Linked DNA regions of Triticum aestivum: region 1 is linked to region 2. A link is a contact called in public Hi-C data. All regions are on one chromosome and are shown on one strand. Each heading gives the region's core, a stretch centred on a gene start, on an enhancer-like site or on the middle of the called end of the contact. The rest is flanking DNA. Distances are from core to core; before and after follow the strand shown. Region 1 holds the start of LOC123128423 (endoglucanase 7). Region 2 holds the start of LOC543355 (glycine cleavage system H protein, mitochondrial).

What was found. Hi-C and Micro-C count contacts between places; a contact is called where the count stands out from the background.
Region 1: a Hi-C map of leaf shows a contact between it and region 2, with 5 times the contacts expected there. The contact joins the promoter of LOC123128423 here to the promoter of LOC543355 in region 2. A contact is called at or near these places in 2 of 5 Hi-C or Micro-C datasets (both in leaf).

What each region holds. Positions count from the first base shown.
Region 1 is chr6A:551,457,172-551,463,962 of IWGSC CS RefSeq v2.1, forward strand. LOC123128423 (endoglucanase 7) reads right to left here and starts at 1,871. Exons shown (of 4, transcript XM_044548420.1): 1 at 1,024-1,871; 2 at 289-489. The coding sequence starts at 1,482.
Region 2 is chr6A:550,831,335-550,838,059 of IWGSC CS RefSeq v2.1, forward strand. LOC543355 (glycine cleavage system H protein, mitochondrial) reads right to left here and starts at 4,270. Exons shown (of 4, transcript XM_044548418.1): 1 at 3,979-4,270; 2 at 3,419-3,507; 3 at 3,174-3,344; 4 at 2,650-3,067. The coding sequence starts at 4,087. The coding sequence ends at 2,942. LOC123128420 (DExH-box ATP-dependent RNA helicase DExH15 chloroplastic) reads right to left here and starts at 304. Exons shown (of 16, transcript XM_044548414.1): 1 at 1-304. The coding sequence starts at 260.

The sequences.
Region 1 (6,791 bases), core at 621-3,120, 620 kb after region 2:
CGATCGATCGACGCCGGTCTCATCGCGTCGAGCTGTTTGCGACTTGGCATGTGCGGCACAGGGCACAAGAAAAGAACACACACCTCATATGCCCATGAAAAGACCGGCGCCCCTTGACCAAAGCTACCAATATTCGTACGCTATGTTCCAAAATCCGGTACGCAGACAGACTGGTGCTACACAAAGCTCCAAGCTTGCGCCGATATTTTTCTCTCATTTTTCCACACGAGACTTTGCAATTGCATGCACCACGTCAACGTACACGATGTGTGTATCTGGAGTGTGTACCTGCTGGGCGTGGTGCAGGAGGAGGTGGGCGTAGTGCGGGTTGGACTTGCGGAAGACCATGGAGGCGGCGGCCATGGCGGCGGCCGTCTCGCCGGCGACGTCGGAGCCGGGGTGGTCGCGGTCGACCTTGTACGCCTGCCGCGACGTCGTCATGTCCTCCGGCCGCTGCCAGCAGTAGTGGTCCGTGTCGCCGTCCCCCACCTGTTCAAGAAAAAGCTAGGGGATTAATCCGACGGCTCGGGTGCATCGTGGACGACCGACGAAGCTGTGAAACATATGCACGCCATGTGGGAGAAAATAGTTTAGTGCAACCACGCAAAAAAAATAGTTTAGTGCCGCCGTTCGTTGGTACGTACGTTCATCAAATCAAACTGGCCGCCTACCTAACACGCTTGTTGTTATTCACCAGAAAAAGAACCTTTTTCTTTTCTCTCCTAACCAGAAAAATACTCCTATATCTATATAATTGATCTCTCTACATAAAAGATTTTGTGTAGTATGTAAATGAAGAATCTAATTGATCAAAGTGCAGCGAGGTAGCTAGGTGTGCATGATTGAATTGGTCTCTCTCTGTCTTTCTTTCTTGGAACGATCGCTGGCTTGCGTGCGCAACAGCTAGCTTGGAACCGGTCGGTCTCATCTCATGCATGTCATGATCGTATCTGAACACTGCTAGCTATAGCCAGGGGATGGAGGTGACACACGATCGCCGTCGTCGGCTCGTGGAGTACGTACCTCGGCCCACAGCTCGTCGGGCTGCGTGTGCGCCTTGATGAAGTAGTCGGTGCCCCACTTGATGGCCTCGAGCGCGTGCGCGAGCTCGCCGGCGGCCGCGACGTCGTCCCCGTACTCGAGCATGCTCCAGGAGAGCATGGTGACGGTGAAGGCCATGGGCAGGCCGAACTTGACGTGGTCGCCGGCGTCGTAGTAGCCGCCCACCAGGTCCACCCCCTGCTCCAGCCCGTCGGTGAGGCCCGAGTGGTCGCGCCACGGCACGCGCTGCCCGTGCGGCAGCCGCCCCGACCGCTGCGCCTCGAAGTAGAGCAGGCTCTTCCGCAGCGCCTCCTCGTAGTTGTGCGCCTTGCCGTCGCCGCTCCCGCTCTTGCTCCCCTCCGCCGCCGCCACCGCGGCCAGCAGCACCGCCAGCACTAGCAGCAGCGCCGCCCGCAGCCATGGGGTGCTCCCTGATCTCATTGCGCAAGAATATGCTCCTCGGATCGTTGGCGCCTTCGCTTGTGCGTGCGTGCCCGGGGCGCGCCCTGTGATCACCGCCGCGCCGCCCTCTGCCGGCTCTGCTAGCTTAGCCTGTGTGCGAGCGTAGGGGTGTGTGTGTGATCTCTCTCCCGCGGTTGTGCGTTGCGTGCTGTGTGGCGAGCGGGGCGGGGCGGGGCAGTGTCCTCCGACCTGAGGCCGTGGGCTGGCGCGCTTATATTCGCGGCCGGCGTCCGGGTCCAGCGCACGCACGCGCACCGCGTTGAACCGGTTCGGCGGCCGGGCCGGGACGGGGGAATATAAAACTCTAGAGATAGTAGTAGATGGCAAGAGGAGGAGCAGGCAGGAAAGAAACGATGCAAATGTAAGCGAGCGAGCGAGCGAGCGAAGCTGCGTTTGGGTTTTGTATCCTTTGTTTGGTCTGGGGAGATAGATTGAGATGGTTGGGTTGGGTTCTGGGTTAGCGACGACGCACGCAAGGGAGGCGGCAGCGGAGCAGATTTTGACCGGGACGCGTTACGTGTTTTTTTCAGAGCGTGAGTCGGTTGGGGCCAGCCGGGCACGTACCGCCAGGCACCAACACATGGCCGAAGGACGCGTGCGACCGGCGTAGTTCCTTCGGGACAGGTCGCCGGCCGATCGACCGGCCGGCTGGTGGCCGGTAACAGGTTTTCATTTCACTGTCAAATCTTAGCAGGGAAGGTATCCTAGGTCAGGCGGCCGGTCTGATAAAAAAGACCCGTTTTTTTCTCTCTCTTGCTACCTCCCGTGGAAAAACATGTTAGTGATATGGTACACGTTACGCGGTAGTTATAAGTGGTTGGCTGACGTACGTTTAACTATAGGCAAATTATAAGCTTTGTGTGAGCCGTGAGATTATTGTTCCGGCCGGGCGCCGGGGCGGGGCATGTGTTTGTCGGGGGCGGGCATGTCTCTCCACGATCGGTTGGTCAATCGTGTAGTCAGCCGACGGTTGCAGCATGTTTCGCGATGATAATACTATTATCAACTGCTAATGCTAGCAAGATGATTATTAGGTTGAGCTAGCAAGGTACTACTATCAATGATCAACAAACTACATAGCACGAGCCGATTAAGCCGCACCATATATTCTGCTAAACGAATGTACTTTTTCCGTTTTGAAATACTTGTCTGACAAGTATTTTCGAACGAAGGGAGCATATATGTACATGCAAAAGTATACAAGGAGCTAGCTGTTTCTTTTGCTGAAGCTAAGCTACAAGCATACGTCTTCTCCTCCACCTATTCTCGTGCGTGTACGTGAAACTTGTGATCCGTTTCCCCGTGGCCGGACAGGGACTCCCCGGCGGCAACGATTTGATGCCTCCCTTTTCTTCCACCGGCTGCGCAATCCTATTGCCATCCTGCTAGACCCTAGATACATGCATGGGTACGTACATCTATCTGGTAGTACTGGTAGGCAGGTTCATGGATAGACGCACGGTTTTTACCGCGACATATGTGCTTTGCTAAACCATAAACTACTGCTACTAGCACCCGATCCCTTGGAAACTTCTCCGATAGCTCTCTCCGTCTCTCCCATGTGGCCTAGTCAACCATTGTTCCTCGGAGAGGGCCGACTGAACCACCACATTTTGATCGTGCTCTGGCACCGCACGCACCCGTCTATTAGCCCTCGTCGTTTTCTATTGCTCGTCGAAGAAGAAAATTGAAGATCTAGACGTACGTAGTATCGATCACGATGTGCTTAATGTATGTGTGTGTACGTGAGATGCTAGTGGTTCCGTTTTCTAGGGGCTTCTTCTTCTCCCCGTAGCTCAACCAGACGTCTGGTTTGTCCAATTTTCCCGTGCGGTTGGGAAGTCCTACTCCCTCCGTAAACCGTTCTGTCAAGCAAAGGCGGGAAAATTCAAGGAGGCTACTAAGCCAACACCACCTCATCGCCCTCCTTTTGTACGTGGTTAGATCACTAATTAATGGCTGCCTTCTGGTGGCCGATGATGCATGACGTTGATATGCATTTGTGCCACGGATTTTCCGTGCCCTCGCGATTAACTTTCCTGAATTTTCTAGCCGCTAGTTCTGATATGTTTTTCTTTTTAGACTAGAGGTCGAGTGACGGAGGTTGATCGAACCAATGACCTACCTCTTGTTGGGGTGATAAAGACTTTCTTGCTTCCAAAAACCTTTATCTGAGGGTACCTTTTTTCCTTGGTCGTTTTCAAATTCCAGTGCGATGCCACTAGCCAGGTGTACGCAACTACACACGCTAGGTCCACCTCACGTATGCAAGGGCAGTATACTTTCTTTCATGGTTTATGATCTATATATGTTTTCTTTGAAATCATGAACACACATATATTAAGGTATGATGACATTGATGGGAATTTTAGTCGCACCGCTTCACCAAACCATAGTTTGATTATCTTAATCGTGACCATGTCTATTTATTTATGTATCTCTTCTTGTGATAATATTTATTTATTTATATATTTCAACGATTTGTAGGACAAGTACCTGCATAATTACATACTGGAAAGCTATTGGTTAGGTCCACCTCAGGTATGCAGGGACACTATAGTTTCTTTCATGGTTTATGATTAATGTTTTCTTTATCATGAACACACATATAAATACAATGGCATTGATCAGGAATTTCGTCGCACTGCTTCACAACCATACAATTGTTTGCTTATCTTAGTCATGACCATGTTTATTTATTTATATATTTATTTTTTCCAAAATATTTATTTATACATTTCGACAAAAAATCTGATATGTTAATGTTAGAGTGAGTTATGCACCATCAGGTTTTTTCATTTCTTTTGTTGATTTGTGGTCTGCATAAAAAAAAGAGCTAAAGTAACTTTTTTCCGGTTGTGAAAAGACGGGTTTGATTTTTATTTTTCCACAGCTCACAACTCGGTAGTGGTTTTCATGAACCATTGTATGTATCTAGATACAATGACGAGTCATCTAAATGTGAGATTCTTTTTGAACATTCTGGAAAAAAAATTGTGAAAAGGGAGCAGGTGCTCCCAAACGCCATTAATACGGGGGGTTTTCGGTATGGTACGACGCATATTCGATGCCGAGGAAGGCAATTGCAACAAGACTACGCCTGTTCGGCAAATTGGCACTGGTGAAGCTGGCAACGCGGTTTCCATGCTTGATCGATCGCCAGCACAAGCTAGTATTCCCCCATGATTTGGGAGCATTTTGTTGGAATCCAATGCAGCATCAATCAGCAAGCGATCGATCGGGCGACAGGACGGGAGATGACAAAGGAACAGGAACGGGTCGCCGTTTAGGATCGTGATTTTTGCACCTAAGGCCTGGTACAATGGGAGGTGCTAAGGGGAGGTGTTTATAAAAATAAATCAGGCTTTTCTTAAGCACCGGTGCTTATTTGTACAAGTTAAGCGTCTCTTCTGTAAAAATAGGCATCGATATTTAAGAAAAATCCGATCTATTTTTCTAAGCATCTCTCTAAACACCTCCTATTGTACAAGGCTTATGTATCCATGTGTCCCTACGTCCCCATATGTTCCATAAACTTCTACTGTACTACCTAGTCGCGAGTGCTGTCCAACCAATGGTCTGGCTGGCCGCGACGTGACGCGGATAGATTTTTGGATGCATGCGCCCCATGCATGTGTACACGACGACGGCAACTTCCACTAGTAGCAGTACTATAAGCGTATGAACCCTCCTCCATACCGATGAAAACGAGAAGGATTCCTGCTGAAACCGCGTCAGGAGGAGTACAAGAGGAGGAATCGCAGTTCTCTGGAATGATGATTTGTTCCGTATCTCGGACATCATCATGGGCACCTACTGCCTCTCTCTCTCACGGTTACGACAATCCGAGATGAGAGCTCCTTTCGCCTCACTTCCGTGTATGGCCCAACTCAGAGCAATCAAAAGGAGGTTTTTTTCGAGGAGCTCATGGCTCACAAGCCGGAACACGGCAGAAAATGGCTAGTAAATGGGGATCAACCAAATTTACCGTGCAAGGGACAAGAACAAGAGGAGCGTCAACCGCAGTCGTATCAACCGCTTTCGTGCCACACTTCATGGCTGTGATCTACGCGAGATTCACCTTCAAAACCGTCGATTCACTTGGAGTAATGAGAGGCAAAACCCCACCATGAGCAAGCTAGACAGCGTGTTCTGCAACGCGGAGTGGGACATTGAATTCCAATACCACATCTTGCATGCTTTATCTTCATCCTTGTCGGACCACTGTCCCATGCTACCGGCACCTATAATTGGCCCCAAAAAGCCGAGAAGCTTCAAGTTTGAGAACTTTTGGATCAAGATGCCAGGTTTTCACGAGACGGTCACCGATGCTTGAGCTTCTCCCACACCCCACTACGAGCCTTGTCAAGTTCTCTTCCATAAGCTTCGGACAACGGCTGTCCGATTGAGAAAATGGAGTCAATCCTTCTCCTCGTATGCAAGGTTACACCTTCACATGGCACTTGTAATAATTCTCAGATTGGACATCGCCCAGGAATTGCGCTCTCTCTCGCCGGAGGAGTTTGACTTTCGTAAGCGGCTTAAGAGGCGCGTCATCAGTTTAGCGGTTCTTGAGAGGGCTAGAAAAAAGCAGTGTGCCCACATTCGCAACTTGAACGGGGAGGGGGGGGGGGATGCCAACACAAATTTTTTTCACATGAAGATTAACGGGCGGAGGCGCAAGAACTTCATCCACAAGTTAAGCAACGGGGCTGGTTGGGTTACAAAGCATGAGGACAAGGAATATATTATGAACCAACACTTTACCACCGCATTGAGCAAAGGGCCATGCAGAACCACAGACTTCAATTGGCAGCCCCTCCATTTTACAGAGTGTGACCTCTCCAGTCTTGGGGATGAGATGACGGGTGACGAGGTGCCTGCCGCCATAAAGGCAATGCCTAGCGACAAGGCTCCGGGGCCCGATGGCTTTACCGGGGCGTTCTTCAAGAGTTGCTGGCCAATTATCAAGGACGATCTTATGAAGGTCATCTCCATCTTCTCGAGTTTGCATGCGGAGAACTTTCACTGGCTGAACTCTGCAAATGTGGTCCTCTTGCCAAAGAAAGAGGGGGCTGAGGCGATCACGGACTTTAGGCCTATCAGTCTGATCCATGCTGTCGCCAAGATTGTGGCAAAGGTGATGGCGATGAGGCTCGCCCCATTCATGAACATTCTCATATCCCGTGCTCAAAGTGCTTTCATCAAATCTCGGTGCATCCATGACAACTTCATGTATGTCCGCAAGTATGCTCGCCGGCTCCAATGAACAAATACACCATCACTCC
Region 2 (6,725 bases), core at 3,020-5,519:
TAGTCCGCGTCGCGGATGTCTAGCCCGTCGTCATCCTCCTCCTCCTCGTCGGCCTCCTCGTCGTCGTCCTCGTCGGACACCGGCGCGGCGGCGCGGGAGCGGGAGCGCGCGGAGGGGCGGTGGAGCGGGGCGGCGTGGGCTTGGGCTTGGGCTGGGCGGCAGGGCAGGAGGAGAGCGGGCGGTGGGGTCTGGGGTGGCGCGTGGCGGGGCGCGGTGGGGAGCGGGAGGAGGAGCAGGAAGTGGGGGGCGAGGCAGTGCATGGCGGGAGGGTGTGGTGAACGGGTGATTCGGCCGCAAGAGGCGGGGGAAGACGAGATAATGCTAGGATTTTAATCTTCGGTCTTGCACATGGTAGCCGGAAATGCGCCAACGGCCTGGGTTTACGCCATGCGAACGGGTTTACGGTTTTGGGGTGATGGAGGCCATGGGCGGGAGAAATTGTTGAGACGTTACTTGTCCTTTGAAAATGTTGACAAATAATCCATTATCCACACAAATAATCAAATAACAAACTCCCGTCGGTAAAGAAGAGATCTTGTTAATGATTATTTGGATGGATAATTGCATGTCTTTAATATTTTTATTATTTTCTGATGTTTGTCGTGTTATCATGATTGAAGATGAATAGATTGAAAGTTTTTCGTCAAAAAAATAAAAACACATGCCTTTACATAAAAGTGTTTTTTCAGGAATAACTTTCAATCTATTCATCTTCAATCATGGTAGTACAACGAACACCAGAAATAATAATAAATACATCTAGATCCATAGATCACCTAGCGACGACTACAAGCACTAAAGCGAGCCGAAGGCACGCCGCTGTCATCACCCCTTTTACATAAGTGTTTTTTTCCTTGAGAAGGAATGAGGAACATGTTTTCGTCCATATTAATAGCTAGATTTGTCTTCGACGATTTTCACATTTTACATGAAGTGTTGGGGGCACGCTTCTTTGCGTCGTTGGTGTTGTTGAATTTCATAATGAATTTTTTTTTGTTTGCCCTGTGTGGAAGATGACGAGGTGTGTTTTCTTTTTATAACTATAGGTGATTTCCCTACGCGTTGCTGCGAATTTTAAAAATTAATTTTGGATAAATTTTGTATGAACTAAGTGACCTAATCAAAAGCTATTATTTTCAGTAATTGTGTGTGAACAAAGAGTATGCATGTAAGCTGGATCATTGAAGATGAAACAATTAAAATGAGATATGCATGTGCTACAAAATAGTTTCAGTGGATGTTGACGTGGCACATTTGATGATGTGGAGAGTTGCATGGTGAGAGAATTAAAGTTAGTGGGGACCAACTATCTAGGTAGATATGGTTTTTGGTGGGCCCTTCTTAACAGCGTGATATTGTGTTATCTACTAATCAACTTACACATACATAGATAAGTTTCTTACGCTGTTGGTCGTATGTACTATATTGATGCTGCAATGTCATGTTGGTGATTTTTCCTTGCGGGTGCGTAAGAAACTTGGCATGACATAGGTCTTTTACCTAGGGAGTCTAAACCTAGGTACAACATTGTGTCTCGTATCGTCTCAACCTCAGAGTTCCATTAGCGCGATCCTTGTATCGCCTACTCCCCATCATTTTTGACTAGGTATACCCCTATATGCACAATGAACACAAATCTACGAGCAACAACTAGCGCAAACCGTGGGGCGGTACATTGATCTCGTCTGGGTGGGATCATCAAGATCCCTCTCGATTCGACTCAACTTCCTCTCGAGAAGATGGTGTTCATGAATTTTCACGGAACAAGGCCTCAATAATGACCTCAACATCCCCACCATGATCGGTCCCATGCAATTGGGCCTATCCCTAACATGTTTTCTCCTCGTCAAGCATCTTCAACCACCTCAACAACCATAAGACTGGTGTGCTCCCAGAAGTCAAGGTGGGCATGTTCCACTCGTCCCATATATCATTTAGTCCGATCATCACGCGTATTCGATGTGTTGATCAAGAAGTGGCCTGCAGGGAGAGAGCGGTCTGAAGCTCATTCTCCATGGGCCAAGAGGAACAAGAAGAAGGGTGACAAGCGTGAGCTGGAAGGGGTGTTGACTCGCCATCATTGGGGAGAGTCTCTTATGAGGTGTATCTTAACCTAACCGCTAAGGTTGTGGACTCCCTAACCTTTGGTCTCTGATATTTGTAGGATCGAGTAATCGAGTATAGGGACATATGTCTCTTGCACCCAAACTAACCACCACGATGTATTTAAATCTACCGACGCCAACTTGGGTAGAAAAGGCGGGGGAAGGGCCATACGAAAAACGGGGGAGGCATATGACATCTTGTTCGAACCAGTCACATACGCGTGCCGCGCGCGGGGGGGGGGGGGGGGGGGGGGGGTGATTGCAACCGCAACCCTTCCAGAAAAGAGAAAATCAGCTTATCCGTCTCTGCCACACGCATCTGCCCGATGAGACCTTTGTTATTAAATGGCTCAAATTAATCTACACATCCAACAAAAAAAACTAGGCATTCTTTTCCATGGCTAAAATAATTTGTGTTTCATCATCTAGGACATCTCCAATGATTGTCAAATTTTTTCACCTAGGATTTTTTTTATGATGTGACAGATGATATACGGGAAGAGGAGGTAATATGTACGTAAAACAGCAATCTTGGCACAAGCTCTAAGGGTAAAAAAAGGGCAAACTTAGATAAACCATATTAGAGTAGTTACATGATGATCTGTTGGTGGATGATAATGTCTGTTTTTACCAACAAACTAACATACAAACTCTTTCCCATATATCTGATGTCACGGTCACTGAAATGGTATAACAAACTGCTGGACGCCATGTACAACGACAAAAGAAAACTGGAACCGATGAACTGAACGCATGGTGAAGCTGGTTTAATTATTGTAGACAAGAGTAGTCGACATGGTTGCAACAAAAAAGGAACGATAATCGAGCAAGGAGCACTAGTGGGCGTCCTCCTCCTCGCAGTGCTTGGTGTACTTGGCCGAGTCCAGCAGGCCCTCCAGCTCCGCCGGGCTGCTCGGCTTCACCTTGATCATCCACCCCTCCTCGTACGGGCTCGAGTTGATCTGCCAGGCCACGGCGCAATCGCAACAACACAGTTCATTAGGATCGCTACACGGACGTGAAAGATTGATTGCTAATCGACGGAGGCGAGGTGTTTGCTGTGCGTACAAGGCCGGGGGTCTCGGACAGCTTTGAGTTGACCTCGACGACCTCGCCGGAGATGGGCGAGTTGACGTCGCTGGTGGCCTTCACACTCTCCACGTTGCCGAAGGCTCCGCCCTGGCTCACCTTCGTGCCGGCCTCCGGCAGCTCCACGAACACCACCTCCCCGAGATGGCCCTGCACCCAGCGATTATTATTGACGCAGGATTGACATATGGAAAGCATACATGTAGGGAGTGCCGTTGGTTCACCTGGGCGTGGTCACTGATGCCAATCGTGGCCACGGAGCCGTCGTTCTTGACCCACTCGTGGGAGGAAGTGTACTTCAAGCCATCAATAACTGCAAACTCACATCAAAACCATTCAAAAAACTTTCTCTAAACAACGAGCTCCCTCGTCGATTTTCATTGAAGAAACTGCCAGTTTTTACAAACTTAAAATGCTCAGACATCAACGGAGAAAAGCCATCCATTCAAACACGACCATAGCTTTACCGGCTCTGCACATCGTGTGCTGCTGAAGCTGAAACTATTTTGCTTGCAGAACAACTATTCCCATCTCTAGAAGAAGTACCCCTCCTTCTATTCTAATTGAAGATTTTTTTCCACCTTTCCTTTTTCGGATAACAACAAAGGACCAGCCCACATAAGATACAGGTAAAAAAACCACAATGTGTTGAGTGCAAAGAGTTGGCCTGCAAAGAATGCACAAGAACATTGCACACTACATGCACTCTCTACCAAAAAAGGAGAAACATCTTGCCGAATCCTACTTGAGACAACTTCAGTTAGCATGAATAGCAAAACTGTACCAGTGGAGAAGTATCTGGAGATCGAATAGGCCGGGGCAGCAGCCCTGGCGCCGCTGCTTGAAATCTTGAGGGCATTGGCAGCTGAGCTCGCCCACAGCCTCAGAGCCATTGTAGCCTAATTTAGGTGTTGCAACCTGAAGCAACAAAGTGAATGTGTGTTCTCTGCTCTCCCTTGTAGGGGATGGTGGCTCGGTGGTAGTAGTGGAAAGAGGCCGTGGGAGGATAGGGAAAAGGAAATTGTTTGGCTCAGGAAGAGGGGGAGGAAATAAGAGGGGTAGGCAGGATAGGATTTCTATGGCTGATGGATGCTCATAGCCTCATCCTTGCTTTAGAGCAGAGCCATTAAGGGCCCCCCTCAGCTTGGTCCAAATTCGATGGATTAATGTTAAACAAATTTGAGACCTGAAAATTGTCCTATTCGTATGTACTAGGAGTGATTGGACTATAGATCGGTCTATTTCAATCTACCGTGTCCTCCGCGTGGGCAAATTCTCATTAGTCAGCCGTGTCCTCAGTGTACAGCCCTCTAGTAGAGAGAATTTGTATCTGCATTCGAGGAGTGCACGTAAATATATTTTTAATGTGCGAACATTCTTCTTCAAAACATGAACATCTATTCGACATACATGAACATTTATCTTTATATACAAAAAATTTTAAAATATATAAATGAGTTCTAAAAAATACACGAACATTTTTTTCCATATGTATGAACATTTTTTCTTGCAACATGCAACCATTTGTCTCATACAGAAAACGTTTAAAAAAAATAGATGAACAGTTTTTAAAAAGACACTGATATACTTATATATGTGGGTTCTTTTTTTTTGCAACACATGGTCATTTTTTTCTGACCCTTAAATGGGTTTATATAAAAGGTAAAATAAATATATTTTAAAAATTTATAACAAATAAAAAAACAATGCTTGTTAGTGGGTCGCACTGGTTAAAAGAGTTTTAAAATATTACAGAAAACCTAAAGTATGCGCATTTTACATAGTGCGAAAAAGAATGTTCACAAACCTGTCAATAGAAATATTTATCGTGCAACATAAAGCGTCTCTTAGTTGAACAATATCCATTTCCTATATACCCATAAAATGTTTCATGCATCAAGAAGTTTGTGTATTTTTTTTACAAAAAGTTCATGGATTTGAAAAAGTTGTTTGGGCATGTCTAGATATATGTCCAAGCACTTACAAAATTGTTAGCATATTTTCCAAAAAAAGGTAAAACACCAAAAAAGTAAATCAAACATAAATGAGCAAGAAAAGAAATGTAAAGTAGGCAACTAATTACCTTCTTCTTCTTTTTTTGCGGGGGCAACTAATTACCTTCGATCTGGTTTCAGATGTAGATAGTTCCCTTTCTCCCTGGAGTGACCCTAAGTTATCAAACTCACGGGAAGTCATGCCTCAGTAAGATGATTTCCGCAAGACTTTTTTTAGAACAAGAGTAGAACACTACTCAAGCAGGAGAAGGATATTCGCCTAGCATCAGTGGTCGCAGTCTCTCCGGCACCCCTTCGATCCACTTCTGATCTTCACTTCTCCTAGTTTCGGCTGCCAGTTCATGGGCGAGAACATTCCCACTGCGTCTGGTACACGAGATGTTGCATGCTTCAAACGCAGATATGGCATGCTTGATGTCCATGATCGACCCATAATTAGGGGACCGAGTGCGGGCCTGCTCTGTAAGTTCCTTAGTAATTGCTTGGCAGTCCAGTTCCAGCACGGTTGGTCCATTGTACACATTTGCCAGAGCCTGCACGCCTGCCAAAGCTGCCCTTGCTTCTGCCTCTTCTGCACTCCCGCATGCCGGCAACCTTTGGTAGATGGAGACAAGGATATGGCCTTGATAATCACGGGCTACAACACCAGCCACACTCCAACCATTCTTGGCCAAGAATGACGCATCACGATTTATCTTGACAGTACCTCGTACTGGTGGCGTCCACTGCAAGTTCAGTTTAACTAGCGGTGTTGGTTGGATTTCTACCATGTCCTCTGCGTACTTCCCAAATACTGAATCTCTTGCCATACTATTGTGTTTCAGTTCATCTGCACATTTTGTTAGGAATTAAACAGAACCCGAGATGGATTCTTGTCCATTGTGGCAGACATAGTCTTCCTGTAGGTGCCAAGATCTCCACAGCAGTAATAGGATTTTTGCCCGGCATTCTTCCGACTCTAAATCAAGCAGGACCTAGAGCCAGTCCTCACCTGTACATCTGAACTTGATCTCCACCAGCAGTGTCCATTTTTCTCTAAGGGCAAACCTCAACGCCCTGCTTTTAGTACATGCCACCACCTCATGGAATTCATCCTCCTCTCCCTGACCACATATGCTACAGGCAACATCTACCTCTAGAGTTCTTTTCCACTTGTTCTTCTTTGTAGCCAGAGTACTTGTCGCTGCCCTCCAACTAAAGATACGCACCTTGCCGGGGACTTTCTCCTTCCAAATGAAATCCCAGATGCTACGATCATTCGCATCATTGGAGGAACTGGAGGGACAAGGTGTGTGGCTCGCCTTTGCTCCCATAGCTAATCTGTATGCGCTTCTGACAGAGAAAACTCCATTCTTCTCGTAATGCCATGCAATCCGGTCTGTCATGTTTGCCTCTGGGATGGGCAACTTACATATTTCATCAGCATCAAAAGGGAAAAAGATCTGCCTAATAAGCCCCTCGTTCCATTCTTTTCTGTCGGGGAGAATGAGCTGGTTGACCCACTGAATTCTTGATC